Linked DNA regions of Sus scrofa: region 1 is linked to region 2. Evidence: chromatin contacts called from public HiChIP or PLAC-seq data. All regions are on one chromosome and are shown on one strand. Each heading gives the region's core, a stretch centred on a gene start, on an enhancer-like site or on the middle of the called end of the contact. The rest is flanking DNA. Distances are from core to core; before and after follow the strand shown. Region 1 overlaps BATF (basic leucine zipper ATF-like transcription factor). Region 2 overlaps TMED10 (transmembrane emp24 domain-containing protein 10).

Evidence for each region. HiChIP or PLAC-seq counts read pairs in DNA pulled down with a chosen protein or histone mark.
Region 1: an H3K27ac HiChIP or PLAC-seq map of alveolar macrophages shows a contact between it and region 2. The contact joins two enhancer-like sites. A contact is called at or near these places in 3 of 47 Hi-C or Micro-C datasets (embryonic fibroblasts, fetal heart ventricle and skeletal muscle) and 1 of 2 datasets of contacts at active chromatin or transcription factors (alveolar macrophages).

The regions. Positions count from the first base shown.
Region 1 is chr7:98,686,181-98,691,579 of Sscrofa11.1, forward strand. All of the region lies in intron 2 of BATF (basic leucine zipper ATF-like transcription factor), which reads left to right. Among named protein-coding and RNA genes, the nearest start is that of BATF, 19 kb to the left of the region's middle. Within about 2 kb of position 2,856, at least 56 of the 83 cell types and tissues checked have an H3K27ac peak or open chromatin away from gene starts, as enhancers often do. A contact at or near this core is called in alveolar macrophages, embryonic fibroblasts and skeletal muscle, where this site is marked.
Region 2 is chr7:98,337,951-98,343,573 of Sscrofa11.1, forward strand. TMED10 (transmembrane emp24 domain-containing protein 10) reads right to left here. Exons shown (of 5, transcript XM_001926711.5): 3 at 3,817-3,890. Among named protein-coding and RNA genes, the nearest start is that of NEK9, 19 kb to the left of the region's middle. Within about 2 kb of position 3,746, at least 46 of the 83 cell types and tissues checked have an H3K27ac peak or open chromatin away from gene starts, as enhancers often do. A contact at or near this core is called in alveolar macrophages, embryonic fibroblasts and skeletal muscle, where this site is marked.

The DNA of each region.
Region 1 (5,399 bases), core at 1,606-4,105, 350 kb after region 2:
ACCAAGAAACAGACGACAGGACCCTAGACAGTGCCCTGCGGGGCATGGCTGGCGTGGCTAAGCATCAGTGGATGATGAGGTGCTGATGGTTCTGGAGCTTCAGCTTTAAGGCATGAAAGTGAAGCTTTCTCCAGAATTATTCAGTGTGAAGACCTGTGGTTTAGTGATTCCTCTTCTCTCCTCCCAGGTGAGGAACAGGAGTTGGGGTTAACTTCCCCAGAATTGGTGAGAGAGGTGGGCATAGACCCCACTATGGCTGGGGACGTGCCCTGCCTCTCAGTTCGCAGACTCCTCCAGGAAGGGTGGATTCCACCCTATGTCTGCATGCGGGACGGGGGTTGGAAACTGCTGGGAACTGAACAAACTGCTGGGTGTGAGGGACCTGAGCTTTACACACTCCTCTCACACTGGCGTGTGGGTGGGAGCTCAAAGGTCACCTTACCAATAAATGTTCTGTTGAAAAGGAAACACACAGGGACTATTTTCACCCTTCTGGAAAGTGTGATTAGAAAATTCAAGGAGAAGGTCAACGCACTACACCAGAGCTGGCAGGAAGGAGGACCAAGCCCTGAGCAAAAGGCCTGGAGAGTCCCTGTCAGAGCCTTGGGTCAGAGCCTGTCCTCAGCCTTGGTCCCAACTGTCTTCCCTGTGGGTTGGGGACCTGCCTGGGGTTTCCCCGTCACTCAAGAGCTCTGCGAGTGACCCCCTCCTCAGCCCCTCCAGGAGGGAATTTCCCAGAATGTTCCCACACCCCCAGAAGCCTCCTCCTTAGCCACCCCCAAGCTGCTTGTGGTTCATGGCAGGCTTGGCACCAAGTAATCTCACAGGTGAGGGTGAATGGTGAACCTTAGCATCTCGGTCTGCATGAGATGAGAAAACAGGGAAGATGAAATTGGAAAGTCACCCAGGTCGAGGCCCTCACAGGAGAAAAATGACCAGATATCATAAGACCTAAACAGACCTCAGAGGCGAGAGAGCATGGTGGGTACAGACTCTGAAGCCAGAATCCCTCCATTTAAGCACTGGTCCTATCACTGACAAGCTGCGTGACCTTGAACGGGTTACTTCACTCCTCTGTACTTTGGCTCTTCCTACTCTGTAAAATGTGGTTAAAAAAACATTATCTACCACATAGGGTTGTTGCAAAGATGAAAGACAATGATAACTGTTAAGTACTTTAAAAAGGGATTGGCACATGGTAGCGCCCAATGAATGTTATTATTAAGTCAAGCTGGATGAGTCTTTTAAAAAGTTGGCTTCATAGACTCTTGCTCATATAAATTGAGCCTATACACCTCTGCTCCCAACACACACACACACACACACACACACACACACACACACCCCTTTCCAATAGCGGCTCTGTCTAGTTGGCTAACACACACAGGTAGTCCATCTAAAATCTGCCACATTTGAGGAGTTCTCTTGTGGCGCAGCGGGTTAAGGATTGGGCATTGTCGTTGCAACATCTTGGGTCGCTGTTGTGGCATGGGTTTGATACCTGGCCCAGGAAACTTCCCTTGCAAAAACAGACGAGCAAACTGAAATAGTTCAAAGTTGGTGAGGGCTTGGAGCTCTTCTAATCCTGTGGTTTTATACACTCCCCTGGGGAGCCTGTAGCAACCAGTGCCCAGACGCACCTCAGATGATCAAATCAGAATCAGGCATCAGGATTGCTAAAGCTTTCCAAGGACCCCACGGTTCCCAGCTTGGGGCCAAGGTTGAGAATCTAGGCTTCCTCTTTTAAAGTGAGGCAACTGAGGCTCAGAGAGAGAAAGTCAGTCCCCGAGGGTCACTCAGCCAGGATCAGGACCTCTAGCCACAGCTAACTGATGGAGCCCACTGTTGCCATGTATTCCAGCCCTCGCTGTGCACCTAGGGAAGGTCTGGCCCCAAGTCAGTCCTCTAACAGAGTAGAGGGACAGGGGAGTCCCTCCCAGCTCAGGGCGGGAGGTGATGATCAGCTCTGATTGGAAGAGTGTGACTGACTCAGGGTTCTTGTGTTATATTCCAGGATCATCCAGACCAAGACCCAGTTTTCCCTTAGGAGGCTGCAGTGATCTTAGTGACCTCTGGGGATCTTGAGTTCCCAGTCTCTCAGGGAAGCAGTGGGTGTGCTCGAAGGCGCACAGGGCTGAGGATGGGGAAACCCCGAGCCCAGCCCTCTCTGCACCTTCACGGTTCTGGGGTTTGGATCAATCAGCCACTCAAGGCTTCTGGACCTCTGAGATAATAAGTGTCTTGAGGTGAATCCTATAGCCCTTTGTCCCAGCAGCTGCTGCCACCAGCCTGTAGTTATGGGGGGGGGGGGGAGAAGAGGGGCGGAGGCTGGTTTGTGGAGGAGGTTTGTCCCAGGGTCTCAGCTGGTCTCATCTCTAAAGTAGGGATAATGATAACAGCTGGCCTTCCAGAGCCACTTCAGAGGGTTAGTGTGAGGAGCCAGGAGGACCTAAAAGAATTCGGAAAAGCAGAAAGCAGGTTACCTGGAAGCCCGAGGGTAGCTACGCTCACCCCTCCCCCACGGCGGCATTAGACTTGCTTGTTAGAAGCCGAAATTTACATTCCAAATTTACTCCTTTACTTTTCCCCCTGAGTTCTAGGTTTCCAGCCCCCACTTGCAATTTAGGGGAAAGGGGGCGTGTGATCATGGTACTTCTGGGTACAGAGCTCCTCCTATGGCTGCCGTTGCCAGCTGTCCCTGTGTGAGAGTCCTTTCCAGGGCATGGCGGCCCGGAGGGTCAGAATGGACCAAACAGTGGCAGGTGGGGACGCGGAGGGATGCGAGCCCCAGATCAGCCACTTCCTCCTGCAAGGGAAGTCAGACTCTTCCTCTGCTAAGTGTCTGGCTGGCTGCAGGGCCTCCGGGGTTGGCAGTGCTAGTTTCTCTGGGGCCCTGGCAGGAAGCAGTCTTGCTTCCCAAGGTTAAGGCAAGTGTCTTGTCACCGGTGGCTGTTTTTGAGTTAGAGGCGGCGGCGGTTAGGGAAACTCCTGGAGCTCTGGGATCTGCGAGCCCGCGGGGTAGGGCTCCCTTAGGGAGGAGGAGCCTGCTGTCACTTCCCGAAAGCTGGGCGGGCCTCCAGGCAGAGAGAAGGTCAGAGCGGTTGTCCCTGCGGCCCGCCTACCCGGCCCCTCCCTTCTGCCTCGGGGTTTGCCCAGGCTCTTCGGAGCACAAAATTTACAGTAAATGTTGTCACCCAGTGGAAACTCTCAGAGGGGGCGAGGCAAAGGGCTAGAGGAAAGGGCCAAGACTCCCGGCCCCCAGTTCCCGGTCTTACCAACACCCCCCCCAATCTCATGTGTTGCTTTATCTTACCTTTCGGTAAAAAGGGGATGCCCTCCCTCTGGGATGTGCCCAGAAACAACCATATGGTAAGAGCCGGCCACACCTTGCAGAAGCAGCAGCCAGCCCTCGATTCTACCATCATGGCTCTTAGGATCCCAACCCCCACCTCATTTTAGAGGTGACCCTTTCCTTTGTACCGACCTAGGTACATTTTCTAGCTCAGTGCCACGTACAGGAAATGCCAGGCTGAGGCTGAGCCTGCTTGCATCTGTCCTTCACAAATGGATGGAAGCTGGCTTGATGGGTAAGGCATCACTTAAAAAGAACCCCTGTGCTTGCGTTAGAGCCACTGGGCAGTGTAACCTGCTTTCTCATTTACCTGGAGCTCATGCTCCCAATGGATTATCAAGGCAAATTTTCTTTTTTTTTTTAATTTTTTTTTTCAAGTAAGTTATCCAGTTTTATTAACTTGATTTCTGTTGTGGACTACATTTTAGCTGTGTAAAGAACCTTGGGTAACATTTGACCTCTGAGCTTTATTTATTCTTTTTGTCTTTTTCGGGCCACACCCATGGCATATGGAAGTTCCCAGGCTAGGGGTTGAACTGGCGCTGCAGCTGCTGGCCCACACGACAGCCACAGCAACGCCAGATCTGAGCTGCATCTGCAACCTACATCGCACCTCACAGCAATGCCAGATCTTTAACCCACTGAGTGAGGCCAGGGATCAAACCCACATTCTCATGGATACTAGTCTGGTTCATTACCACTGAGCCATGACGGGAGCTCCATCAAGGCGAATTTTCAATGTCAAGTTATCTCATGTCTGCTTGCTGCCCACTGTAATTCTGAGTCAACTTCTGGTCCAGCAGTTGATGTCTTCAGGCTGTCAATCACCAAACATTTGAGTTCATACTCTATGCCAGGTACTTAAAAAGTGCTTGAATAATTGAAACAAATTTAATATCATAGTTGACATTAATATTTAACGACTGTTTTCAAACTTGCCTGATCATTAGAATAACCCTGAGTACCCGTTAAAAATTCAGATTCCTAGAATTCACCCCAAATCCCAAAACTTTTGAGTTCAAATCTCTAGATTTCAGGGAGAGCCTGAAACTATATTTTTAACATGCCCTCAAAAAATTCTAATGATAGGGCAAGTTTAGAAAATACTAACCCAAGTCAAACAGAACTAGAAAAATAAAACCTGGACTCCAAATATTAGATTACTTTTGAACTAAAATGTAATTTATTTGCATCTCCAGTGCCATTTTTCCTTCCTCTATGGGTACTGATGATTAGCAGAGAAGGTCTGTTTGAGTCTAGGAATGCGAACCTAAAAATCACATTGGACTTGCAGTTCCCCTAGGTTTTCTGAAGGTGGGATTGTTTTCTAGTAAATGCTAATTATCAGGGTGTGATTGTTGATAACTTAATGGTGTGATCAGTAATCAGCGCTCTTTACCCTGAGTTTTCCTGACTAGCATGTATCTGATGGTTTCCTTAAGCAACAGGGGAGAGGTGTGTCTGGAAAAAAAGGAAGCACAGGTACTTGAACTCATCCCGAGGACTGCAGAACAAGCTGCTGGGAGGCAGGATGGAGTGGATGGAACACTGTGCTAGACTTGACCATTCACTATTTAGAAAGACCCTAAATGTCCTTGAATCAGGATGAAGTAGATAATGAACCACAGGCTCCGTTTGTAAGACTAAATGCAAACCCTGGGATGGCTAAAAGCCACCATAGAACGAAGAGCAGAAAAGAGTGAAATTAGTATAAGATGTTATCACAAACACTTTTTTAAAATTTTCTTTCCATTTTGGGGAGCTCTGGCCTGCCAGCTGGTTTCCCTTGACATACACTTGCCCCGGTCAACCCTCACACACACTCAGAGAGATCCACGCATCTACACCTGCACACCCAGGAGCATGCGCACGTGCAGATGCACCCACACATCTCTTAGGTGGGACCATATGGAATTGCCATCCTTATACGTCAGAGAAAAAAAAAATCAGCAATGTCATAGAGCTGATAGCAACGCACATACATACACAAATATACGTGTGCTTATACAGAGGCCATCTGCACATACGACACAAACAGATACGCACA
Region 2 (5,623 bases), core at 2,496-4,995:
CAGAGTTCTTCCTTCCTGAGGGTATTCAGAGAAACAGAACTCTTGAAAAGTCTTCAGCTGTCGTTCAAACAAGGGCAACTGTGTTTTTGGTGTGTATGTTAGTAGCAAATAGCAGACTAATGGCACCCCTAGGCAAAACAGGATTTCAGTTGTGCTGAAAATGCTGCCATCCAAGCCAAGAGGGGATACACATAGCCCAAGAGCCTGCACATATGTCAGACAACTCCTTCTGGTGGGGTAATAATTGCTTTCATTCCCACAACTGTAAGATTAGACAGTAAGTCCCTGAAGACAGCTGTTCTAGTTCAGAGACCAGAAACGAAAAAGAAATGGCTTAATTCACATACTGATTCTACAGAGATGTTCCCCTCTGAGGGGCAAATGATAGTGGCGAAAGGTCTTAAAATACAACAGAGAGAACCAAGAGTGCTTTATGTCTCAGGACATAAACATTCTTTCTCTTTAAAAATTTCAAACTACAAAAAAGACTATGCTTCTCATCACAAAATAACAACCGTTCTGCCTTTAAATAAGATCACCTTACATTCTGTACTGTTTTTATAGAAGTTACAGGCATTAACTAATCCTCCATAACAACTTAGTAGGTAGCGTAGTGCTCTGCCCAGCTATTAAGACACTGATTACTACTGAATTTTTTTTTTTTTTTTTGCTTTTTAGGGCTGTACCCGCAACATATGGAGGTTCCCAGGCTAGGGGTCTAACTGGCGCTGTAGCCGCCGGCCCTAGCCACAGCCACAGCCACACCATATCCGAGCCTCGTCTGCAACTTACACCACAGCTCACGGCAACAACGGATCCTAAACCTGCTGAGTGAGGCCAGGGATCGAACCTGCAACCTCACGGTTCCTAGTCGGATTCGTTTCTGCTGCACCACAACGGGAACTCCACTACTGAATTTTAAAGGACCACGTGGGATTTTAGAATTATGAAGTCCGCAAATGTGAGGAGAGAGATGCTGAATGAGAAAAAAATTAAAAGAAACGTACCACTTTCCTGAATTTAAATACCGACACAGAAGGGCTCCATCCTCTGGAGATAAAGGCTCTCCTTTGCCTCAAGGGCCTGAAACTAAATGCTTCGAAACCTCTACTTATGCTCAGTGCTCTCTGGTAATTAACCAAGGAACAAGTGCTTTCTATTATTCATGTTCTTGTCATAGGCATTAGCCCAGAGACAAGTAACAGATATTTTTTTAAAAAAAATTTTAGGTAGTTCCCGTTGTGGTGCAGCAGAAACGAATCTGACTAGGAACCATGAGGTTGTGGGTTTGATCCCTTGCTTCTCTTATCAGGCTAAGGATGTGGCGTTGCCATGAGCTGTGGTATAGGTCACAGAGGTGGCTCAGATCCCACACTGCTGTGGCTGTGGCGTAGGCCAGCAGCTGTAGCTCCGATTTGACCCCCAGCCTGGGAATGTCCGTATGCTACAGATGCAGCCCTAAAAAGTGGGGGAAAAAATTTACTATAGGTGATTTACAATGTTCTGCCAATTTTTGAGCAAGGTTAAGGGAACCTAGCCACAGACTGAGAAAAGGGCTGGGTTTTGGCCTATGTCAAAACCACTTCCTTTCTGCCTCAGTCTGATCTGCTTTTTTGGGGGGTGGGGGAATGGGGAGGTAGGTCACTGAAGAAAGTATTGGGAGGAGTTTCTTGGTTAAGAAAAAGACTTTAGAGCTGTGTTGTAACCATGTGCGTAAAGAAAGGCTTAGGACGCGACAGACTTCCGAAGCAGGAAGCAGGCAAAGGAAGCACTGTGGTTTCCTTTCTGCTAGGGATTCCCCTCCTGGGTTAAGTAAAAGGTCAGGAAAAATAAAGGACTTTTCCCAGTGTTAACAAAGTCCAAGGATGATGGCAATTCCAGGAGGTATAGGTTCTAAAATGCTATCTGACAGCCCACATCATTCTATATGTAAACTCACCATAATACCATCTATTTTAGAGAAGAACAAACTATGTCTAATATAAACCAAGTGTCCTGTTATTTAATATATAACACCTACTGATGGCCATCATATTAGAGGGGAAAAGTCACAAAAGGCAAAATTCCACATAAAAGCAACTCAATGAATGCTTGCCTAGAGAATTGTCTGAGGTGGATGATACAGCAGCAGTACTCAAAAACTGAAAATCATTTCACCTACTCTTCTACCTCATAATAATATAACATTTTTCTTAGTGTTTTAGACCTTACAACAGCACTTTAACATATTATATTGTTTAAATATAATCAGGATTCTCCTGAATCATAAACACTTAAAAGGATTTTTCGATTTACTCCTAAATTCATCAGACAAAGAGGCTCTTGCTTTAACTCTTTTAACTAAACTATCCTGAAGCCAGAAACAAGCAAGAGTCTCCACTAGGAACTGTCTTCCACTCACAGCTCCATCAATTGCTCCTGTTTCCTGCCTACAAATAACTCAGTCTAGTTTTGTTCAACTGAACCCATGAACTAGGAAAAAGAGGCAAGACCTGGAGAGCTGCAATTATTGCAGTACTACTTCCTGTTGAAGAAGCAGCCAGTGGCTTCCAGTCTTCTTCCATTTTAGGATATTTCCCTTCTAAGTTCTGACCAAAGATAGAACAATTTCTCCCGCTCCATCATTTCTAGAGAATTTGCTTAAATCACTTAAAGCAACTTTCCTTTGTTTATTCAGTTTACCTTCTTCAAAAGCCATTTGTATTTCCTACACCCCATCTTTTCTTCATGCCTTCGGGTACTGTTGTAGAAAGACTCTGATCTGGGTAAAAACATGCTAATCTTTCTATAAAGATCAATCCTCCAATCTTAAATAGTTCTTGTGGTTTTTCAAAGGTGCTCTTCATTTGAAGAGCCTTTTTTGTGCTGCCTCCAGAGTCTCTCATGAAAGGGATAGGAAGGGCTCAGTCCCCCTTCCCCTTATTCTATGCACACTTCCACCTTCCTACCACCCAAATAAAGGTCTGTTTTTGTTCTCTACGATACTTCTGGTTAGCAAAAATCCTAATCTCGGAGTTCCTGCTGTGGCGCAGTGGAAGCAAATCTGACTAGGAACCATGAGGTGGGTTCGATCCCTGGCCTCACTTGGTGGGCTAGGGATCTAGCGTTGCCATGAGCTGTGGTGTAGGTCACAGATGTGGCTCAGATCTGGCGTTGCTGTGGCTGTGGGGTAGGCTGGCAGCTGTATCTCAGATTCAATCCTTAGCATGGGAACGTCCATTCGCCGAGGGTAAAAAAGCAAAACAAAAACAAAGCAAAACAAAACACACCTAATCTCTTGCAGTTTTTCTTCCATCTTGCTCTCTTTCTGAAAAATTTGAAATTGAAATTATTTTAACTAAAAGCTACTTTTGACTACTACATTTCTCAAAGACAGCACAGTTGTTCAAGTCTAAATAGCAATGAATCCATGCCCTAGTTTTATACATAGCTGTCACTCTGGGAATAAAAGCCATAGGGATTAAAACCAAATCACTTCTCTTAACCTTGAACATTAACATATAAATGAATTCCGGCTTTAAAAAATTACAACTATATATCTGGTTTCTGTCTCAAGAGCACTAATAGCATATACTTAAGTGTTTCATCATACCAACATTTCTATGGGACAGTTGGTCCAGTCACTTGGCTGACAGCACAGCCAGAATTATTGTTCAAGGCTGTTAACATAACTTTTTATATCAAGCTGGTTGTCACATGACTGCTGAGAAAACCACAGCCTTCTGGGCAAAGCACAGCCTGCTGGCCTGACTAGGTCACAGAAACCTCACAGACCAGCATGCTGCTGCCTCTACTGGCTGTTACAGCAGGACATACCTCTTCGTAATTTTTTGCCTCCACTCCATGCTTCATGTCTAGGATCACGAGTTGGTCAGGTATCCGCCCTGTTCCTGAGAAAGAAATCAAAGGATTCATTGTGCGGAATATTTAAAATTCCGGGAAATCACCCACCCACCCTCTCTCTCCCTCCCTAACCCCTACCCTCTCAATAGAGGGAAATAGCCTCAACTCCTCCCCCTACTCAGCTGCAGAAAATTCCTGGCTCTGGCTAAAAATCACAAGCATTCCAGACAAAGCCTCTATCTGTGAGGGGGGCCAGAAAGCAACGAGAACACGCTGCTGGCAAACATCTCTGAGGGAGCAGCACACAAGATATGTAGTTGGCACCACAGAGGAATAGAACCAGAGAAGAGAAAACACACTGGCTTATTGGATTAGGAAATAAAACTCCAAAGTCAAAACATCATACAACTGACTGGCATACAAACCCGGAGGTAGTGGGCACCAGCTTAGGCCGAAAAGTACATTTCCACATCTAAAAAGGCTGACCCATGAAATTCTGAGAGAAGGATTACTGCATACACGCTAAGCCTGAATTTACTTAATACAAATACAAGTACTGAAAAGACCACAGCATTTATCTAATATTTTATAGGACTAAAGTATTTTGGTCAATGTAAGGCCATTTCAATAAGTAAACAAAATGTTATAGAACTAGTCCCACAAAACCCTTACAAGAGAAGAGCCCAAGAAGAAACTTGACAAAAAGAGTACAGTTCTTGGAGATACTTCTTAAAAGAGGAATGTTAATTTGGGATAGTAGGATCAACAGAGCAATGTTCATATTAGAAAAGGCAATCTGCCTTTTTTGGGGGGGTGGATCTTTTTAGGGGCACACCCATGGCATATGGAAGTTCCCAGGCTGGGGCTGAATCAGGGCTGCTGCTGGCCTATGCCACAGTCACAGCAACGCCAAATACGAGATGGGTCTGCATCCTACACCACAGCTCACACTAACACCAGATACTTAACCCATTGAGCAAGGCCAGGGATTGAACCTGCATCCTCATGGATACTAGTTGGGTGCGTTACCACTGAGCCACCACAGGAACTCTAGGAAAAAGTAATCTGATTCAGCTTGATCAGAAAGAATTCTAATCTTAAATCATCAAGTGGGAGTAAAGGGACTGGAGTGGTTCAAAAGAGCCCCAGAAAATTGCTCAGTCCCAATTCCCTGGAATTTACCCGATTACTTATAAATTTCAAAACTGCCTGCATGAAATTAGGAGTTTTGGAAACGGTGCCACTTAAGCACTTGGGTTCCTAAGACCATAAGCCAGAGAATGCACTGAACACTGAGAGACACTGGAGATTTTCTGAGATGGACTGAAGCCAAATCAATAACTACTCATTTAGAGCTCACTAGGAACTAGAACTGTGCTAGATATTTCAATCTCTGCCTTCAAATAATACAATGGGCATCTAATACATAAATATGCATAACAGCTACAGTGAAAATGCAAAGCAGTATAAAACTTTAAGGGTAAAAAAAAAAAAAAAGGTTCAGATAATCCCAGCTATGAAGCAAAAGTTAGAGGAGGTGAGAGATTAGTTGTGGACAGACTTTACTCAAGAGGTAGCACCTGAAGGCAGACAAGGTATGGTAGGCAGAAGGAAACACATGAGCAAAGACTTACTGAAAGGAGTGTGTGGCATGTTTAAAAGACAGTAAAGAAATCCTTCTTGGAGTTCCTGTCATGGCTCATCGGTTAGCAAACCTGACTAGCATCCATGAGGACACAGGTTCGATCCCTGGCCTCTCTCAGTGGGTTAAGGATCCAGC